2 separate regions of the Rattus norvegicus genome follow, and region 2 is linked to region 1. A link is a contact called in public Hi-C data. All regions are on one chromosome and are shown on one strand. Each heading gives the region's core, a stretch centred on a gene start, on an enhancer-like site or on the middle of the called end of the contact. The rest is flanking DNA. Distances are from core to core; before and after follow the strand shown. Region 1 holds the start of Nbdy (negative regulator of P-body association). Region 2 overlaps Vcf2 (VCP nuclear cofactor family member 2).

What was found. A called contact is a pair of places that touch in the nucleus more often than the background predicts.
Region 2: a contact with region 1 is called in a Hi-C map of the A7r5 cell line, with 9 times the contacts expected there. The contact joins the enhancer-like site here to the promoter of Nbdy in region 1. A contact is called at or near these places in 5 of 12 Hi-C or Micro-C datasets (the A7r5 cell line, Schwann cells, frontal cortex and 2 more).

What each region holds. Positions count from the first base shown.
Region 1 is chrX:20,961,809-20,966,587 of GRCr8, reverse strand. Nbdy (negative regulator of P-body association) reads left to right here and starts at 1,467. Exons shown (of 1, transcript XM_063280549.1): 1 at 1,467-1,673. The coding sequence starts at 1,467. The coding sequence ends at 1,673.
Region 2 is chrX:22,811,366-22,816,482 of GRCr8, reverse strand. All of the region lies in intron 1 of Vcf2 (VCP nuclear cofactor family member 2), which reads left to right. Among named protein-coding and RNA genes, the nearest start is that of Vcf2, 6.8 kb to the left of the region's middle. Within about 2 kb of position 1,587, at least 29 of the 93 cell types and tissues checked have an H3K27ac peak or open chromatin away from gene starts, as enhancers often do. A contact at or near this core is called in kidney, where this site is marked.

The sequences.
Region 1 (4,779 bases), core at 218-2,717:
TTTTTCTCGGCGTAGTACCCACACCCATAACTTCAACTATTAATTCTAGGATGTTGACTGCTCTCATGTTTAAGTACAAATGTTCTTCTGGTTCTAAAGCGTTCTCTCAATATCCCTCACTTTTTTTTCATTAGGATTTTCTGGTGCTGATGGTAGCAGTTGATACACTGATCCAGAAGGGCTTAACTGGGGGGTCATATTGGAGGTAGGGAAGGCAAAAAAGGAAGTGATGTTCTTAGATTTTAATCTTTTAATTAAAAAAAACTATAGGGCCTTTGAATTTTACCAAATATCGATTGGTACCTTCTTTATGTAAGAGGCTGTGCTGGTGCTTGGAGGAAGGAAGCCATTTTAGAGGTGTGAGTTAGCTATGGCAGTAACTGGTTTAAATGGATTGTTCTTAATATGGTATCATTTTGCACGTATATTATCATAGGTAGAAATCCAAATTTCAATACTTCAATTAATGAAATACAACAGAGTTTTTAAGAGGTGCAGTGTATGAAAAGAGAGTTCTTGTGATGTGATGGATTGATATTTCTCCATTAGAAAACAATGACTGTGGTAGTGGAAAAGTGTGGTTTTGCTTGTGAACAGGCAAGTGACATAGACATTAAGATTATAGAGTGTGATGCCTGTCAAAGAAATTCAGAAGCCTTTTCTCTGTTTTGTGCACCTTCTGATAACTGTTTCTAGCTTCTTACCATATAACATAGAATATAACATACCACAATAGTAAGATGAGTCATTGTTTTCCAAAACCCTAAAAAAGAAATAAAATCTTGCCAATTAAACATGGAGTGCTACCAGTTGTCTGTTTTCAAAGAGATCTTGGCTGTTGGATTGAGGAAAAATACAGTACGTTTTTAAGGATGACAAAAATTTTAAAATATGAAATAAACAGAGGCATTGGTTTGTATGACACATGATGAATTTATTGTGCATCCGTTTTCCACAATCGGCTTTCAATTTAACACTGTAATCAATAAGGCAGCATATTTGTACACAGCTTCTTAGATACCCCTTTCGTGGCTCTGTGATGTGCGTAAGTGACTGCAGTGCAAAACGCTTAATTTCTTTGGTTACAGCACTCCCGCGACCATCCCACACACCCATTCATTAACACGTGTGCAGTTGGCAAGTTACAGGCAAATTAGTATTTTTAAAATTAAATGGTATAAAACTCTCCATATATCTAATTAAACTGTGGGAGAGATGTGCTGTGGAGAAGCATTTTTTAAATGTGCACTTTTTTTGCATTCCGTTCTCGTAGAAAGGTTAAAATGGGCTGGGGTGCGGAGCGCCGAGGAGGCGGAGAAGGGATATACGTCTCAGGATACAGGAAATACGGTAACAGCGAAACCAGGAGGAAGCCAGCCCTGTGCCTGGAGGGGATCCGCCATCTCAGATCTCGGCCTTGCGCAGGGCCCACCAGAGGAAATTAACGCTCTGGTCCTGTCATACCTATGGGGGACCAACCTTGTGCCTCCGGGAGATCCACGCTCCCACCAGGAAACACGCGGGAACCCAAGCCTCCAAAAAAGCGCTGTGTCCTGGCTCCGCGGTGGGATTATCCTGAAGGGACTCCCAGTGGAGGTAGTACCACTCTCCCCTCGGCGCCTCCTCCGGCATCTACTGGACTCAAGTCGCACCCTCCTCCTCCGGAGAAGTAGTGAAATAGATTTTTTTCCCAGACGAAATCAGGTCAGATTCTTTCTTTCTCATCTGGGACATCCAGGCTCTCTGAAACTTAATTGTACCTTTTCCCAGCTCTTCTCCGTTTTCCTGTTATTTCCACAAATTTAAAAAGAAGAGAAACAAGTACAGGCGTCGAAAAGCCTTTCTTTCTTCCTTCCTTTCTTTTTTTTTTAAAGTATGCTTGGATGAAATGGGTATTTGATTGCGTTGAGTAATTTCACATGAGTTACTTGTAATTTGTAAAAAAAACTGCGGTGTTTTGATTTTCGTGACAGACCAAGGTGTAGGGAGAGACAAGTAAACTGTTCACTGGTTGATAAATTAAAACTGTGTGGGGATTTACTATACTCTTCTATTTTTGTGTATATTGGAATTTTTTTCCATTTAAAAATGCTTAGCTCAAGTAAGGATGTACTCAAGGCCTAATGCCTGCACAGAGGAGATTGTGAAGAGAGCTTTGAGAAGTAGGTATTTTTTCCTGAGTAAGACGGGATTTAGTAAGTGAAGACAAGTTATAATATGATGATCGAACTCAAGTACCATAAAATGTGCTTGTTCAAGGTATTCAGGAATCGTGGAGGGTAGAGATGGCTCTTGATGGAGCAAGAATGCCTGTTAGTCATCAAGAGCCATCCAAGAGGAAGGGGGGAGTCCATCAAGAACCATCAAAGAGGAAGGGGGAATTTGGGGTGGGCTTTAAAGGGTGAGTGACATCTACCATATGGGTTGGGAGGCTTTTTAGGCCTAGTGTTTCCAGAATGAAAGCCAGAGGGCAAGGTTGTTCTGGGGCAGCATGGCTGTAATTCTAAGTCTGTGAGGGAAGTGTGATACAGGGCTGTAGGCCTTGACTGTTTTGCTAAGAAGTACGCAGCAGTTTATTCTTGATGAACGAGTAGCATAGGAGATTTCCAAATAAGTACTATTTGTGTTTTTAGACTCTAATCCTTATTTTCATGAAGCTAATAGCTAATCTGAATGAGGCTTATGTTAAAAAAAAAAAACAAGTTTGACTCAAGGCTCACAATTCCTTCTCATCTCGTACCACAAATCTGTATGGAGTCCTTGCTGTGGTTAGGTCTTGCACTGGGAAGTGGGGAGGATAGGTGACCAAATCATAGCAAGAGGAAAATACATATGTGAGCTAGTCCATGAATAACAGTGACGATTGTGAACGTTCTGGGTGTCAGGTTTGTTGGTAAAGCATAAAAAAATGGAGTCCCATTTCACCTCAAACCTGGTGATTGTCATTCCAATAGGCCGGTCCTTCCCTCTTTTTTTTTTACCTCTATTCAAAGGGAAAATGTGGTAATTTAAATGGCAATAGGGAAAGAAATGCTTACCTAGAAAACAAAGGGGGCTCTATTCAGGGCCAGAAGTGCTTAAAGAGCTAAGTAATTTCTCCCCTGTGATTTAAAGCGTACACAATTGCGTTGGAGGATACTTGTTGAATTTGTGTGGGTGCCATCTTTTTCTAAAGGATTCACATGCTTGCATTTAACCACAGCTCCACTAAAGGATGCTTGTATAGGCCTATAAGTTGCCACAAGTTGTGAGACACTTAAGTGGCCACGTTGAGATTTGATTACAAAAGAAAACGCTTGGTTCCAGAATTGATGCTGTCAGCTGCTATGCAGAATATACTCCCTCATTCTGTGTACCCTGTTATTTAATAGGAATGCGCCATTGAGCTGGGAGCTGAAAAGGCCCAGGGAAAATGAGACAGACTACAAGTGATAGAAGAAAGGATTTCACCTTCTTTTCTTGTTTTTCAGTCTGTGAGGGATTGCAGTATGGTTCCGTTTCCTTGGTGCGTTTGTAAAATAGTTTACCCATTGAAGACCATGAAGATTCTTTCCAATGCTACCCTGCTTTTGCTGGTGTCCTGCACCTGGAAGTTGTGATGCTAAAGGTAATCTTTTTTTTTTTTTTTAGAAATAAAAATGCACACAAAGGAGGAAAAGATAATGGCATGTTCAAAAATAATCAGACAAAACCCAAAAAAGCCAGCAGTAATGATAAACTGAAGTGTTTTCTGTAGTGTATGAAACCGTACACACTAAAAACAACTACATGATCTGTAAAGCAGTTTAGAAAATGTACTGCTGACTGATTATAGTTTCTGTGCTTACTGGAAAGTAAGCATTTTTAAACCTCATTTTCGAATTTTTGCTAGTAAAGGGGAAAATGGTGGGTACTTTTATACCAATTTTATAACAAGTATCCTTTCTGAATTATATTTTTCTAGTAATAAGCTGATTTTTGAATTATATTATAATGTCTCTGCCTTCCTTTCTAATGTGTGTTTTTTTTTAGTTTGTCTAAGAAAACTAGTTGTTTTGTTTTTTTTTTTCAAGACAGGGTTTCTCTGTGTAGCCCAGGCTGTCCTGGAACTCACTCTATAGACCAGGCTGGCTTTGAACTCAGACATCGACTGTCCCTGCTTCCTGAGTGCTGGGATTAAAGCCACTGCCTGGCTAGAAATTACTCTGTATTCCTAGCTTGCTGAGAGGATTTATTGTGAATGGGTATGGAGTTTTTTGTTTTGTTTTCACAAAATAACTTGTATCTACTTGCATACGTATATTTTCCTCATTCCTATGACAATGTGATGATAAATGACAATAATTTTTAACAAATTTCCTTATTTTGATTTTTAATAAGGCTTCCACATTCTTTGGGGGTAGGGGACAGGGCAAATATTGGTCTTTAGGACTTGAGCATTTTTTGTCTTTTGCTTGGTTGGGTTTTTGTTGTTGATGCTATTTTGTTTGGAGACAAGAGGTTGTTACTGGGACCTGATCACATAGGCTGCCTGCTCACCTGGCCCAAGTGATCAACCTTCCTTAGCACTGTGATGGGAAGCCTGGAGGCCATGTCCAGCAAGAGGTAGAACTTTTAGGTCTATGGGCTTGTATAGTAAGCAATTTACTTACTGAGCCATCTCTCCAGCCCTGCTTTCTCTCTTGGTCATTTTATCGATATTTTTCTTCTAGTTTCCTCTTGTTTGTTCTTTCTCTAATTTAGTGGATTGGGCTCTAGCTGATTAATATTTCTTTTCTAAAATGAAAAGTTAAAACTACA
Region 2 (5,117 bases), core at 338-2,837, 1.8 Mb before region 1:
TCTTCTGTATCTTCAAAATGGAAACCAAAGACTACTAGTTTTTAAAATTAGTAGCAGAATTTGTTATGGTATTCCATACTACTTTATGCTGATCCATGGCCCCCTCCCCTTCACCATTGCCTTCCTCTTCCTGTAGGTCTGTCTTTACACCACCTGGCAGCTTTTCTGCTTTCAAAACAAAGGGTTCTGTAATAAGACAACACAACTTAATATGGCGGTAGTAGTTAAATATAGGGGAAAGTACGATGTGCTGTTTGGTAAAGATTTGTCACGAGAATATCACTAATTTGAAATAAAAGAATTCAAATCTCTATAGTTTTTTTTTTTTTTTTTTTTTTTTTTTTTTGGTTCTTTTTTTCGGAGCTGGGGACCGAACCCAGGGCCTTGTGCTTCCTAGGCAAGCGCTCTACCAGTGAGCTAAATCCCCAACCCTTTGTCTCTGTAGTTTTTAGTGGTGCTAAATCCCCAACCCTTTGTCTCTGTAGTTTTTAGTGGTGCTCAGGCTGGGTAGGAAGAGAAGGAAGGGGGCTTTGTGCAGTCTCAGAGACTCCAGGCTATCCTTGTCAGGTTCCTTTGAGACAAGTGCTGCTTCAGTCCATGGTGTGTAATTCCAGCTCCCCCTGCAGGCGGATCACTTCAGTTTGTCCCTTTTTTAAAACTGAGGGGAAACAGGCCTAGAGAAGGACTGACAGATGGGACAGAAAGGAAATTGGGTCTAAAAACCTACCTTTCAGAAAACCATGTCTGTCTTTGATAGTGTTTAAAGTGAAAGCTTGTTTTGTTACTGCGTATATGATTTCTTTTTCAGTTATGTGGGAATAGATCTAAATCATTTTAAAAGCCTACAGTTTTCTTATCTTTGTCCAGGGACTCAGATACATTCAGGACACCTGTCTATTACTGACTGATAGACAGACACGGTCTTTCCTGCTGCCTGGGGCATGACAAAGGGCAGGTATACTAAAGAGAAACCAGAAGGTTCTTGAGGAAGAGGGTTTAGTGGCCTTCTGCTCTCTGTCCTTGACTCTGTGGTGGGTAGTTAGGGTGAGTTTTGAAAGACTGAGTGCTCTTCCTGAGGAATGGGTTCCAAGGCTGACTTGAATGGGAGGCCTGTCCAAAGGACTGGTATATGATGGTGGTTGGGTCAGCTGTTTCTGGAGATCAGCAGTCCCAGCCATCAGCCTACCAGCAATTGCACATTGGGAAGGTATGTCTTGGTAGGCTCCAAGAAGGAGAGTTGAAGAGACCTCACTATTTCTGTACAGGCTCAAGGCCTGCTATTTCTTGGATAGAAACCAAGGGCTATAGCAGGGAACGCTTATATGGTGAATATCATTTTCTGGGTTAGGACCATTCTGGTTGGTAAAATATAAATGTATTTTGTAAAGGTTTTGGCCATTTCATTATTTTCTCAGGTATGACATTTCCTAGCAGGAAGCTAGTTTAAAACAAGCCTTTCTTCTGAAGTACGTGAGTCAGTTTCTTTGACCATTAGGTGGCAGTATTGCCCTAGGATGTGACCCCGTGCGTAGGTTCACCCGCCCTTTGTGTTTGAAAAAAAAGGGGAAGTTGGCGTTTTTTTGCCTGCTGGGATGATGCCATTGATTGCGGCATTCTAGAGGTTCTTGCCTTACAATTCAGGGTCTGTGGACTTAGAATGCTTTACTTTTTAAATTGCTATTCTCCTGTGGAGCATTCTAGGCATTAGGCTTCTTAGTATTTCTTCTCCTCTGAAAGGTCTGGTCATTGTTTCCCTTACTTGTTCTGGGGATGTGGACATTCTTGTAATAAAGACTCAGTTTCATCTCTGTCTAGAAATTTCTGTAAAGTGTAATGAGAGCAGTACTTGTGCTTATCATTATGTATATTTTATGGTAATTGCCTTGTAGGCCTTCTCCCCGGTAAAGGTACATTTAAACATACAGATATCCATACCTGTCTGCCTTGATGCTTTTAACATCTTTTTACAAACACACAGATCAGCTCAATAACCGCGACTGTCTTCTTAGAGAAGGTTAAGAGTGTACCTGGAGCTGTTTTGACTGACCATAGCCTGACAACACAGATTTAGCTTACTCCAAATGCCATGTTCCAACGTGGAAGCAATTTCAAGAAGTTTTATAGTTTTAGAGAATAAAGCAAATTTAAAATACATTGGAGGATATACATCAAGGAACTAGGTCTGCTGTCTGAGCTTTCGCCTTGGTGGAAGCTAGTGATCTACATGAAGAGATTCCAAAAGGTTACTGTTAGTCACAGGATGTTCCAGTATAGATGTGGAATGGCTATTCTTCTCTAGGGCTAGAACTAGTTCAAGGTAAGTTAATTAAACTCTGGACTTGTAGCATCTGTATTCTCACAGGTCTCTGCAGTTCCTGTCAATGAGTCTGCAGACACAGCTTCTTTGCACGCACACATGCACATGTTTATCACAATAAATCTCATTTACATGTTGTAAGCTAGGGGCTTAGTAAAGAAACCAACATGACCACTCCATGGTGAAGAGTTTTATATTTTTGTTATAGATCAGAGAGGGAGTGAGGGAGAGAGGGAGAGGAGAAAGTAGCAGGCAGGCAATAGCCCGGGCTATGGGAGCAGAGAAAAGCCAAAATGATGGTTGAGAGCTGCCAGGTATAAGGGCTTATGTTATTTGGGAGGAGGACAGGTTGGCTGAAATAGCCTGGGAACTAGCTTGGGGCTCTGATGTGTTGGAGGCTGAGTTAATAGAGAAGTAGATTCCCTTTTTAGAGGTTGGGGAGCAGGTAAGACAGTAATGGTGTTTCCTAACAAATTGGAACCATGTTACAGGGTTTTTGAAGAATGCAAGTGTTTACTGAGTAAGAGTCTACCCTGAGCTGAGCTAAGCTGCTATTTGAGGTACTGGGACCCAACCCATGTATTAATTACCCAGTCTCATATTTAATATCAATCACCTTGACCACATAATCATTTGAAAAGCTGTGAACATTTTTCTACGTAAAACATTGTTCGCTTTCTTTTCATCATATTTTTCCTTAGCACACCAAAAAGTGCCCAGAAGTGTACTTTCAATATGCATATTTTGTTCAGTATGTATGTGATGATTTCTTCAGAGTAATTTTAAGACTGCGTTTTAAAGATTTATTTTTAATTGTGTGTGCATGCATGTTTGCATGCATGTATGAGTGCTTATAAGTGCAGTGCCCACCCTTTGGGGCTGGAGCCACTAAACATGGGTCCTGGGAACTGAACTTGGGCCTTCTATAAAAACATTACTTTCTTTTAACTGCTGAGCTGTTGTGCCAGCTTTTTAAAAAGTTTTCTTTATAAATATAACATATTTCATAGTGTTCTATAGTGTTGGAACAGTTATCTAACCATGGCTTTCTTTCCACTTAATACTTTGTTCTGAGCTCTGAATATGTTGTAATAAAAATAAGTCTTTTGTGAATGGAGAGATGACTCAGTATTTAAGAGCACTTGTTGATTTTGTTGATGACCCAGGTTCGAGTACCAGTACCTCATGGTGGCCCACAACCATCTGTAACTCTTAATTTTAGGGATTCCAATTCCCTTGTCCTCTTTTGACCTCCATGGGCACCAGGCAGGCACATGGTACATAGACATACATTCAGGTAATCGTTCACACACATACAGATGAATCTTTATAAGTTTAAAAAGAAAATTCTTTACCTGGGTATTTAGCAACAGGAAAGCATCTTGCAAAGCCATGTAGAGTATAAGAGATCAAGGAAATGGGTGCATACTCCTCTGTTTTTCTTGTAGTGGCTGGAGACTCTTGATGATTGGCTTCACATCTGCATGGCATGTTCTCCACAAATTTAATTCATCATTAGATGGTATTAGTACCTGCTTCAGGAAGTGATGGTTTACATAATAGCCCAATAGGCTCTTAACATGTATCTTGCCAGTGTTACATGTCATGTTATTATTATTTGTCATATTTCTGAAAATGTAGAGTAGACTCTTTAAAAAAATATTAACACTATGATAAAATGTACCTTAAAAAGAAAAAAGATAGTCTCATGTAGTCCAAGCTAGCTGTAGCTGAGATTGATCTGATCTTCTGGTTTCTACCTCTTAAATGCTGGGGTAACAGTTATGACTCCATACTTAGTTTATCTGTGGCTAAAAAATCAAGCCTAGGGCTTTGTATATGTCAGGCAAGTGTCCTACCAACTGAGTTAAATGATCCTCAGCCCCAAATATACTCTTTAAATACCATAGCTCATATATGCTATATATATGTTAAGCTTCTAATTTTTGCTTTTTAATAGAAAGAGAAAAATATCATTTGTATGAATCCATAAAAGAAATGTGAGTCAGGAAAGCACATTTATACATTTCTCAAAGATAATCTTTCTATAAAACAAAGAATATTTTGTGTGTAAAGATTTTCACCATAATGAATTGTTTGTAATATATTTCTTGAAGCAGACTTATTGTATTAAGAACATACACACTGTATACCTTGGTTATATACTGAAGGAAAGGTAATACCCATTATATAAAAATTCTTGTATACCCTCACTATTATTTCTTGACTTTAAAATATCATAGTATTAGATAATAGCTACAGGTATAGAAATAAACCCCAGGCGTCACAAACTTTGTAACTATTATCATTGAATTTTGCTCTTTAATTGAACTTTTGAAATTTTCATTTTTCTGTAGCTAAGTCTATAACAGTTTCTGCTGCCCCTGAAACACAGTCCATGAAGAATAAGGATTCTACCAGTGAGACATGCCCATAATGCTATGGGCTTTGTTGGTTTTTTTGTTTTTTTTTTTGTTGTTGTTTTTTTGGTAAGCCTTCATGCTAAAAATGTTATCCCTGACCTGGAGAGGTGGCTTAGAGGTTAAGAGCACTGGTTGCTCAGCAGAGGTCCTGAGTTTAATTCCCCACAACCATGTGATGGCTCACAATCATCTATGATGAGATCTGGTGCCCTCTTTTGACATACAGGTGTACATGCAGGCAGAATGCTGTATACATAGTAAGAAACAAACAACAGTGGAACTGGAGAGATGGCTCCATGGTGAAGAGCTTTTACTGCTTTTTGTGAGTTCCTGAGTTCAGTTCCCAGCAACCACATGGTGGCTCACAACCATCTGTG